2 separate regions of the Mus musculus genome follow, and region 1 is linked to region 2. Evidence: chromatin contacts called from public promoter capture Hi-C data. All regions are on one chromosome and are shown on one strand. Each heading gives the region's core, a stretch centred on a gene start, on an enhancer-like site or on the middle of the called end of the contact. The rest is flanking DNA. Distances are from core to core; before and after follow the strand shown.

What was found. Promoter capture Hi-C pulls out the DNA fragments that hold promoters and counts their contacts.
Region 1: a contact with region 2 is called in a promoter capture Hi-C map of hematopoietic stem and progenitor cells. The contact joins the enhancer-like site here to the promoter of Tmem52b in region 2. A contact is called at or near these places in 8 of 39 promoter capture datasets (the C10 cell line, the HPC-7 cell line, cranial neural crest and 5 more), 1 of 15 datasets of contacts at CTCF or cohesin (large pre-B cells) and 1 of 9 other capture datasets (liver).

Annotation. Positions count from the first base shown.
Region 1 is chr6:131,402,499-131,407,962 of GRCm38.p6, forward strand. No RefSeq gene overlaps it. Among named protein-coding and RNA genes, the nearest start is that of Ybx3, 17 kb to the left of the region's middle. Within about 2 kb of position 2,908, at least 22 of the 459 cell types and tissues checked have an H3K27ac peak or open chromatin away from gene starts, as enhancers often do. A contact at or near this core is called in hematopoietic stem and progenitor cells, where this site is marked.
Region 2 is chr6:129,511,187-129,516,433 of GRCm38.p6, forward strand. Tmem52b (transmembrane protein 52B) reads left to right here and starts at 1,371. Exons shown (of 5, transcript NM_001081186.1): 1 at 1,371-1,918; 2 at 3,028-3,071; 3 at 4,858-4,896. The coding sequence starts at 1,853.

The DNA of each region.
Region 1 (5,464 bases), core at 1,658-4,157, 1.9 Mb after region 2:
GTTTCATATGTAGGACACACTGACCAGAACACACAGAGATCAGCCTGCCTCTGCCTCCAGAGTACTTGAATTAAAGGTATGTGCCACCATGCCAAGTTCAGCTGTTCTATCTCTTATAAGCTGATTTTTGTATTCTATTATATGCTAGAGTCAGCCTCAACCCTAGCTTCTGCTAAGCAGTTCCAAGGCCATCTACATTTCTAAATTTGATTTATGTAAATTAAATTGCCTTTTACTTATGTTTCAGTAGGAAAAATCCAAGAGAATTCTAACTGAGTCTGTTTCCATGGTTTTATATTTCTTTCTTTCTTATTCCAAAAGGAAAGCTGTGATTTTGGCAGTTAGTAGCTGGCAGGCTGAACACAGAGTCTGTTTTAAGAAGACATTGACTTTGTGAAAATGCAATCCCACTAAGGAAACTATGCTTGGGAGTTTGGAGTGAAGGAGAGAAGTGACTTTGAGAAGAGACATAAAGACAGGGTCCAAGGCTAGGAGGTTTTGAAGATAGGAAAGGAACCATCAGCTACTATGGGTAACTGGGACTCTTGTCTATTCTTTTTGTGCCTCTTGGAATGACTGTGAGGTGCAGGGAATTTTATGGTGGTGGATTTGGATTGCATACTATCCTTGGAAAAATGTTGTTTAATGACTGTAGTGCAGAACTATAGAACCACTAAGCCTGGGCACGGTGCCAAATGGGCAGTGTACGTGTGAACAGGGGTCACAGACTAATGGGTGTGTTTTTTGTAAGAATTACAGGCTGGATATGGATGAGGAGGATGGGCAGAGCTGTGCTAATCACTGAACTTCTTATCACCTTTGGCTTTCCAGCATAAGGCAAATTTGAAGTTAACAACAATAGGGCAAGCTCTATATGATGGTGCTTCATGCCTATAAATCTGAGTGCCTGAGAAGTGGAACCAGGGAACCCAAAAGATCAGGAGCTCAAGGAAGGAAGCCCTCAGCAGCATAGTGAATTTGAGGACAACCAAGGCTGTATGAGGCCCTGACTCAAAAATGAAGAAGAACTGGAGGAGGAAAACAGAAGGAGAAAGGGGAAGAGAGGGGGGCGGGGAAGAAAGAAAGGAAGAAAGGAAGGAAGAAAGGAAGGAAGGAAGGAAGGAAGAAAGAAAGGAAGGGAGAGAACAAAAAGAAGAGGAGAGAAAAGAAGAACGTAGCTGGGCTTGAAAGTTCTGTAATCCTTGATACTTTACAATCTGGGACGAGATGCTCAAAACAAACCACAGATTCAGTACAATCCCAATTAAAACCCCAGTGCCACTCTAAACAGAAAAGAATGAAACAAAACAACCTTAAAATTCATTTGAAAGCACAAAAATTTCCAAATAGCCAGTGTATATATCAAATATATCAAAGACCTAACATGAAACCTGCAACTTCTAAGGTAAAAGGTAGAAAACACTATACGAGGTGTTGGCAAAAGTTAGGACTTTCTAAATGGGATTTCTGTTGCCCTGATATAAGACTAACCATTGACAGGTGGACCTCATCAAATTAAAGTTTTTCTTTTCAACAAAGGAAACTATCAATTAAATGAAGGGGCGGACTACAGAATGAGGAAAGAAATCCTTACCACCTGTATGGATAATTAATGTCGAGAACATGCAAAGTACTCAAAAACCTTCAAGAAACCAAATAACTCAATTTAAAAAGAGGGAGGGCGTACAGAAGTGGACAGAGAAGTACAAATGGCTAATAACCATTTTTAAAAATGCTCAACATCTTTAGCCACGGGTAAGTATAAATTAGGACTACTTTGAGATTCCATCTCAGCTCAGTAAGAGTGATTATAACAAAACAAACAAACAAACAAACAAACACCAAATAACAAATGATGGTGAGGCCATCAAAAAGGAAACTGTTGGTGTGGCTGAAAACTGGTGTAGTCACTGTGGAAGCCAGAATGGCGGTTTCTCAAAAAGCTAAAAATAGAACTACCACATGACCGAGCTATATCTAGGCATATACCCAAATGACTCCACATTCTACTACAGAGACACTTGTAAAAATAACTTTTATTCGCCTGATGCAATTGTCATCTTGGAAGCTTATTGCCTCTGCTAACTTAGGCCTAGTCCTGGAAGCTTCTAGTCTCCATACAATCTAATCTAGGCCTAGAATGTTTTCAGCCTCTGAGACTTACTGCTGAATAAAATCACTCTTCCTAGTTCTTTCTGATCTCTGGGTGGCTGGTTCAACTCACCTGTTCTGGCTCAAATTCCTCTCCAAGTTGACTGATTTAATCTGGCTTCTTCCAGCTTCTCCTAAACTGCTCTGCTTTGCCTCCAACTAACTCTGCCAATCTGTTCTAATCTTCTGACTTCTCACTTCTCTAGTTCATTCTGTCTTCACCTGGGTCTATCTTGTTCTATCTCTACAACCAGATTCGGTACAGCTATCCTAATAAAACTACCTTTCCCCTGCACCCTCTTTCTCTCTCCACATTGCTTTTTTTAAAGTAGCTCCCCTTTCTTCTTTCCTTATGACATTTGGTCATACCTTATCCTGTTAAATCTTTCTCTGATTGGTCACTTCAGCTGCCACTCAATTAGACATTAATTTTTAACCTGGGTGCATCCTTCTTAAACTGATCTTACCTTCATTGTTTTAGGTTAAAGGTGTGTATTCAAGATATGTCTGTATTCCAGGCAGAGGGATTAAGCGTGTGCATAGGGCTGAGCAACACCCTAAGGTAACCTTGGGGTTCACAGTGTCATCAAATATCCTGCAACAGATGCTCACCCATTGCAGCTCTATTCACAATAGCCAAGGAACGCAATCAGCTTAAACATGCATCACTTAATGACTCCATAGTGAAGATGGGGTATATATAACTAACAGGATTCTCATCGGTGAAGAAGAAAGGGAAGTTTGCAACGTCAGAAAAGAAGTGGAAAATATTACAGTGAGTGGGGGTTACCACAGCCCAGAAAGACAAATGCCATTATGGTTTTTTTCTCATGTGTGGATCCTAGCTTCAAAATTTTAAACTTCTGTGTTGGGGTGAGTGTCTGTCAAAGCTAGGAAGGAAGAAAGGTGTCAGAAGAAACTGTGTGTGGGGGAAAAAAATGTCTTGGCAGGAGGAGTAGTACAACACGTGGTACACATGGTACAGTAGAGGAGAGGGTTATTAGGACTGAAAAAAGTTAAAATGGGAATTGGTGGTTGATGAGGTAGTGGGGACTTGGGAAATGTAACCACAACTTAGAATACAAGGAAACTCTGCATAGAAACCTATTATTTTGCAAGCTAAATAAAGAGGTAATTATTATAAAGTCTGGCTAATGTCGCCCTGTATCAATGAAGAATGCTGTCCTCAGATTTCATGGGTCTTTATCAAAAGTTTCAGTGCCAAGTGCAGGATATTTCCCTACAAGATATTGGCTAGGAAGCCCCAAGAGGCTCCCAAAACAATGGAGGCTATTGTCACTGCTCTTGGCCACCCAGAAGACCCTAGGGTTAAAGACACAACATAGTTGGGACAAAGCACTTATGTAAATCAAGCTGGAACTGAGCTTGAAGCTTCTTTAGCACTCAGCACCATGGTACCAGCAGGTGGCATGCAGACTGCTGGGGTTTAGGGGAGGGGACAAAAGGCATCTTTGGTCTTACTGAGTCGTGAATGCTGCAGACTGCAAGACCTTCGTGTCTGCCAGACAAAGTGTTCCTACTGCTGTAATGAGGTCATGATTAATTATCTCCATGGGAAGGAATTCCCATTCTGTTGTAAACTTGGGGGAAATACTGTGACTGCAGAGCTCACAGGCCCTAGGAAGACCTTAATATTGATGCTATGCTGAATGGACACACAGTCTAAGTGCCTTCTAAATCCTTGTATGCACCCAGACTGGTGCTTCTCTTGGCTTTGGCTGAGCGGTTTTGGTTAATATAGAGACTCATAACTGGACAAAGTGCTGACACTAAGTGACTGTTGAGTGGCCTTAAATGGGACATCTCCTTCTCCAGGCTCAGGGAACATCACCAAAATGGGAATAGAAAGATGGAAGATCTGGAGGATGGTCACCTGTACAAAACCTGCATATACAAAATAAGATGTGAAAGTCGGAGGGGGCTACTTGGGAAGAAAAGGGGGCTTAACAGGAATGAGAGAACAAGAGAGTGTGGTGGGGATGTTCTCAATCCATTGCATGTATGTATGAAACTGTCAAAATTAAATTGGAAAAAGTTAAAAGGAAGATAGTTGAAGGATTGCCTGGACTACAGAGTATGCTTAGGCTATCCCTGGCAACTTAGTGCAACCCTGTCTCAAAATAAAAACATTGGAAAAAAAAAAAAAGAAAAAGAAAAAGAAAGGGCAGGGGATGTGGCTCAGTGTCAGAGTGAGTGCTTGACTAGCACGTAGGAGGGAAGAAAATGATGTGTTTGTGTGTGTGTGTGTGTGTGTGTGTGTGTATGTGTGTGTGTTGTATGCACATGCCTTAAGTCCATTCTTGCTGCCTCCCTTTCCTTCTTTCTCTGAGTCCTAGGAAGCTAACCACTTTAGACACCTTCTGTAAATGGCCTCTGGCTTGTGGTTGTTCCAGCCACTAGTATGCATTACTAACAAACAAAAGGAAGGGAACAACCTGAGTTGGGATATTTATTGTCCAAGATCCCTCCCCCAGGGTTGTGGGTCATGGGTCATTTTACAGAAGGCAGTAGACCTTGTCTGGTGGCTGCTCTTATAGTAATTTCCCTTAAGCTGGGATCTGGTAACTCTGTTTTCATACTCTTTGAAATCTGGGATCTTGGCTACTCTGCTATTGTAAGCCCTGGGGAGTCAACATCATTAATTGTTCTGGTTATGTCTTTTTAAAGAATTATGTACAATTAACCTTCTATCATGGTATCTTGTTTCTTTCTCCCTCTATTCCTACCTTTCTTTTTTGTCCTCCTTCTCTTCTCTCCTACCTGTCTGCCTGTGCTGAGACACTTCATGGTTCTTTCCCATTCCAGAATATGTTTGTAATGTTATTCATACCTTTTGTATTCTCCTCAAGATTACAACAACAACAAAAATACCATTGTGGTTTACATCAGAGGCATGGGTAATTATAGATTTTAACATTGAAGCCAAATCAATGTGAAAATTTAATGCAAATTCCCACAATCTGGCAATACCTTGGTCCCAGAAATACAGGCAAACCTGGTGACTGACCAGTTTGACTGGGACTCAGGTGTCCAGTTTGTGTGTCTGCTCACAAGGTTCTACTTGGGAGCTTGAGGATGGAGAATTGAATGAGTACAGAGTCAGTTCTAGGGGTAACTAAGGAGATTTGTCTGAAAAGGAAAAGCAGAAAAAAAAATCTTACTTATGTTAAACAAGATCTTAGATGTAACCCAACATGCTAGAAGGAAGAGGAGGAGGAAGAAGAGGAAGAGAAAATGAAATATAGATAACCAGAGGGTTGTTGCATTTTGCAGTGCCTTAGAGAACATTTTC
Region 2 (5,247 bases), core at 121-2,620:
AGAGACATAAAATGCCTTGTCCAAGATCCCATAACAAACAGGGGGTCAAGCAAGTGACTGGATCAAGACCCTGAGCTATGGTCTTAACCCATGCTGGTTTACTGTCTTTCCCACAAGAAAAGAAAACAGGGTGTGTGTGTGGGGGGGGTATTCATGAAGTTTTTCTATTATGTGGTGTTTGAATAAAAATATTCCACACAAGATGCCTCCTTGACCCCGATTTCCTTTCGCTGAAGCAACAGCTGATGCTAGTTCAGGAGTTATTTATTATGCTCTCTGAAGAAGGAGGTGCAGTAAGGTCCAGGCCTAGTGAAAGGCTGTAACTTAAGTCCTGCTCTCCACTCCTCCAGAATGCCTTCTGTCTCACAGAGTTTTCTATTGAAGTTTGGAAAGTACATTTCACTCAAGAGCCTATGTTATAAAAAGAAATGGACAACTTGGAGAGAGCAACATTGTACCAGAGAGTTCTCTCACTGTTTGCTCTCCTTAGCTGAGAACAGGAAATTGTTTGCATTCATAATTCTCACATCATATCATCACGGTCTGATCACATGGTGTGTGGGGCCTTGAGTGTGATGGAACCCACTCCACAAACTCCCTCATCAGGACCCACCCTGCAGCCTCTCCTCATCAATTAGAAAGCAGCTGAAATCTAATTTTGTTCAGTCTTGTGAAACAGACATGTCACTGTGAACCAACACTGAGTGTTCTTACTTAGTACTTTGGGATCTGGGTAAAAGATTCCTCCTTAAATATCAGTCGTTTATATGGCATTCACTGGCTCTGGACAATATTTTCCTGTATAGCCATTTTATATCCTTTCCGTGTGGTGTGCTTATTTTAAAATATGACTTGTAAGTCTTATTTTATTGTTGATAATATGTGGGTTTAGATGGAGGTCTTGCTGTTCCCTAGGGTAGTCTTACTTTCCTGAACTAGACCCATATGATCCTCGTGTCTCAGCCTCCTCAGTAGATGGAACCGTGATTGTATGCTCTGAGCCTGGTTCTCTAGTGACAACATCACAACACTGCTTTAAGAGGAGCAGAGGGAGAGAGAGAGAGAGAGAGAGAGAGAGAGAGAGAGAGAGAGAGAGAGAGAGAGAGAGAGAGTGTGTTAACTTGGAAAATGGTTTTTAAAACTATGCCTGTGTTTCTGAAACTGAAGCAGGAGGCTGAGACCATTGTTAGCACCTGGCACTTCTAGTTTTGAAACCCACTACCTACTCTAAAGTAGGGATAACTTTCTAGCTCCTTTAAAATCTCTTAGTCCTGCTGAATGGCTGCAATAAATGACCCAGAACCTGCAGGGTTGATTATCAACACGGTAAGGGGAGAGTTTTAAGGAGTAAGAAGGCAGATGCCAATCACATGGAGAGAGGGTGGAGAGAGATTGGCAGTGACTTTCAGACTTCAGCGGTCATCCAGGAGCCGAGAGTGTGTAACTAGTTTCCTGATGAACACAAGAACACATCTGGTCACTCACAATCTGCCTTTGACCTATTACAGGTCCAAGTCTCTCATTATAGACTGAGGAAAAAAAAATCTAACTCAGAGGACAAATGTGCTCTTCTTGAATGCAGACGAAGAAAAATTAAATACACAGAAAAGTTTGATTGAAGAAAGGAAGTGGAGAGGAAGCCAATGTGGAGACCCCGTGAAGAGAACTCAGGAGGAGGAAACTAAAAGGGAAAAGGAAACCGTAAAATATAAAGCCAGCGGGAACAAGGAGAGGAGATTGATCTATTGCCGAGAAAAAATTCTCTTTAGGAATCCTTCACCACCAAGTTCCACGTGGCACGGAGCATGGGAAGGATACAGCAGATGCAGCCGGCGTGACCTTTCTGGACCAGATGTTCAGCCTAATGACAGCCTGGGCCCAGGTGCTGATGGCCTCTGGCCTGTTTTATTTCATCCAGGTGTGTTCAATTGTGAAACAGCAGGAAGAAACTTTCCTTTGCGTATTGCTTTAGCTATGCTGTCTCTAGGAGGAAATGGATGGAGCAAAAACTGATATAGAACCCAAAAGGGAGTGAGAAAAGAGTACTATGGTGTTTGTTTAATAATAGGGGGTTTCAGAGATGTGTGTATGTGTATGTGTGTGTGTGTGTGTGTGTGTGTGTGTGTGTGTGTGTGTGTGTGTGTGTGTGTAGATGTATGTATGTGTGACTGATGCTCATGGAAAGAGGGAGAAAAATTAGAACAATCAGAGATAGTATATGTTATACTCAGCTTGAACAGGGGTGCAGGGATTACCCAGTGAGTTCCCAGTACCAAAGGTCTCTTTAATAATATTTTAAACAATTTATTTTACTCCTCTGTGAAAGAAAAGCCTGTGAGTCACCATTTAGTTGAAAAAAGGGTCAGTATAGTGAGAGATTCTGGACAAATGCCAAGGCCAAGTTTACATAGCTAGGAAGTCTAGCTGAGCAAGACACTGCAGAAACTAGACTGCATCTCATTCCTGTGCTGGTAGCAGCTGTCTGCTTTGCTTCCCACGCAAGTTAACCAATATATAAAAGTACATTTTCTTATATGTTCTCTTGGTTTCTGCATTTCCTTTTCTTCTTTATTCTTCTTTCTTTGTAACATCTCCCCCATTGCTCTTCTTGTGTAGTGAGATACTGATGTGGTGAAGGCTGAAAATGAATAGCACTGGGGCTAGATTTCAATTTTCAGCAGTGCAGGGATAAGGAAGACAACCACAATGTCCCAGGGGATGAGTCAGGAGACTTCTAGGGTGACAAACTGACACAGAGGGCTATTCATAATTCCCTAAGGAAGGATGCTCAGCCATGGCCCGAGCCACATAGAAGATCCCTGCTCTTTCAGGAACTTCTGCCTCACAAGATGTAGTCACCAGTCAAAGGAATGACCAATGTCTCAGGCCAGTACAGACCAATCCTATGATCCTGTCCTCATCTTTACAAATAGGTCTGACAGGGTTCAGCCATGATGGGTAGTTGATAGGCTGCTGAGAACTGCAGGTGTGACCATTTCCATGTCTGAGATTATTTCCTTCCCACAGCTTCCTGGGGCCAGGAGTGAGGAGAACTGTGTCAACACTGAACAGTAAGTATCTGAGAGTTCAAGCTAGGAGTAGAGACAGACAAAGTGACAACACCCAAACATAGGCTAAAATGTCAGCAGATAGTGCCGACTTCCCTTTTAACTTAAATGGACACCACCTACCATCATAGACATGTGTGTCATTCCAACTGCTCAGAATCACCCTACTGAGAGTGCTTTTTTTTTTTTTTTTTTTTTTCAAATCAGTCTTCTCGTCAACACAGCACAATTAATTTAAATACATATAGTCAGGGAGACCTGCAAAAGGCTTCCTTAGCTGTGGTTTCCAGTGACTCATTAGGGCAGACTGGGTTCAGCAGCCAGTCATTGGCTTATCTATTTGGATGATTTCCACAGCAGCATGCCCACTTCAAATCCAAAAGCAATTTTTGGTTTCAAGTAAGGACAGACAATAACAATCCTGTTCACAGGAAAGGAAAACACACATTCTGCCATAGAATCATTTCCCTGAAACCAGCTCTATCAGATGTGAGGGGAATTAAGTAAGTAGGCTCGTCTTGATTACTTGGCATGAGTATATCTGATACTGGCTAGATGACATCGTGAATTCAGATGTCTGTTGCCATTTGGAGTCTAAGGTAGAAGTGAAAGCATGTGAACCAATGACAAAATGTGAGAAGTAAAATGATACATTGTTTCAGGAAAAAAAAAAACTTCATTTTCTCTAGAAGAGTGACCAAATATGGAATGCAGAAATGATACATTGTTTCAGGGAAAATACAAACAAACTGCATTTTCTGTGGAACAGTGACCAAGGATGAAATGCAGAAATGGGTCTCAATATATATTTAATGGAGAACATTTATTTTATTATTTTAGTGAAAAACTGGTCCATCTTTAAAGAAACACGCATTCCTCTGCCTATCCCCGACTTGCGGTTTTAGTGTCTTCCACACAGTCTTCCTTGTGAAGCCAGCCAGCCTCTCCCTTTTCTCCCTTCCTGTTTGGTCTCAGCAGATGTACCCATCAGTTTTGAGTTTAGCTGTGAAAGTGTAGGCCCTTTTTAGGGGGAGGATGTTGCAAGAACTTGTGAAATATAAATTACAAATATGACTCCTTTCATGCCTTCAACTGAAACTTTCCTGATGTGTACAGTTACTGACCTCACATGCATTTGAGTTCAAGGCTCTTGTCTGTTTTCAAAGCCACTCTTTATACCCTTCTATGCTTAATCCTTGAGAATCTCTATCTCAGCAGCTCATAAATAGCCATGGGGACATCTTCTTTTCCTTTTCTATCTTATCAACTTGAAAATAGTTAAGTTTCATCACGTAGTTTTTTCAAACAAAAGTCGTTGTAGCTGTTTCTCTTCTTCTCCTCTCCATTCTCAGACCCCCTTCCCTTAATTTTTCTCATGGCCATTCTTCTTAATGAAATTTTTAGTGACTATAATAATGCTTTGCACAGCAATGCCACCTGCATTATAAAACTCGATTCAGCCTGTTACATTGGACTTTTTCAAAAGTAATTCTTAGCAGAACATAGTAGTACACGCCTTTAATCCCAGCACTAGGGAGGCAGAGGCAGGTAGAACTCTGTGAGTTCAAGACCAGTCTGGTGTAAATAGTAAAGTTCCAGGCCAGCAAGGTTACAACATGAGACCTTTCTCAATAAATAAATAAATAAATAAATAAAATAAAAATTAAAATATTAAAAAGAGTAGGTCTTGATGTTTTTAAATTATAGTGTGGTATTAAGTATAACAACATGATTATTGCAGCTTGCACTATTTTTTTTAAATATAATAAACTTCATTCTTTGTCCACAGTTGCCTGACTACTGACTGGGTGCATCTCTGGTATATATGGTAAGTTTGAGATACATAACACCCTCAAAGAGACTTCATTTATTATGTGATTTTCTTTTTTAAAAAAAAGTTTTTCATATGCTGGCTCTTAGTGTGAATAAGAAACATAGATACATTTCACAGTAAAGTTTCCTTAGTTCACCTCTAGCCTATGTGACAATACGCTACGGTTTCCTATTTCAATACAGTCCCTTCAGCCAACAACAAAAGATTTTAGTGCCTCTCCCCAGAATGTGCTTAAGAAACACTTCTTTACAGTGAAGTAAGAATCAGCCCCTTCAAACTATCTTCAGTGTTGTTTGCTCTCCTGACCGGCATAGTCTTGCTGAAAAATCAATAACTGATATATGC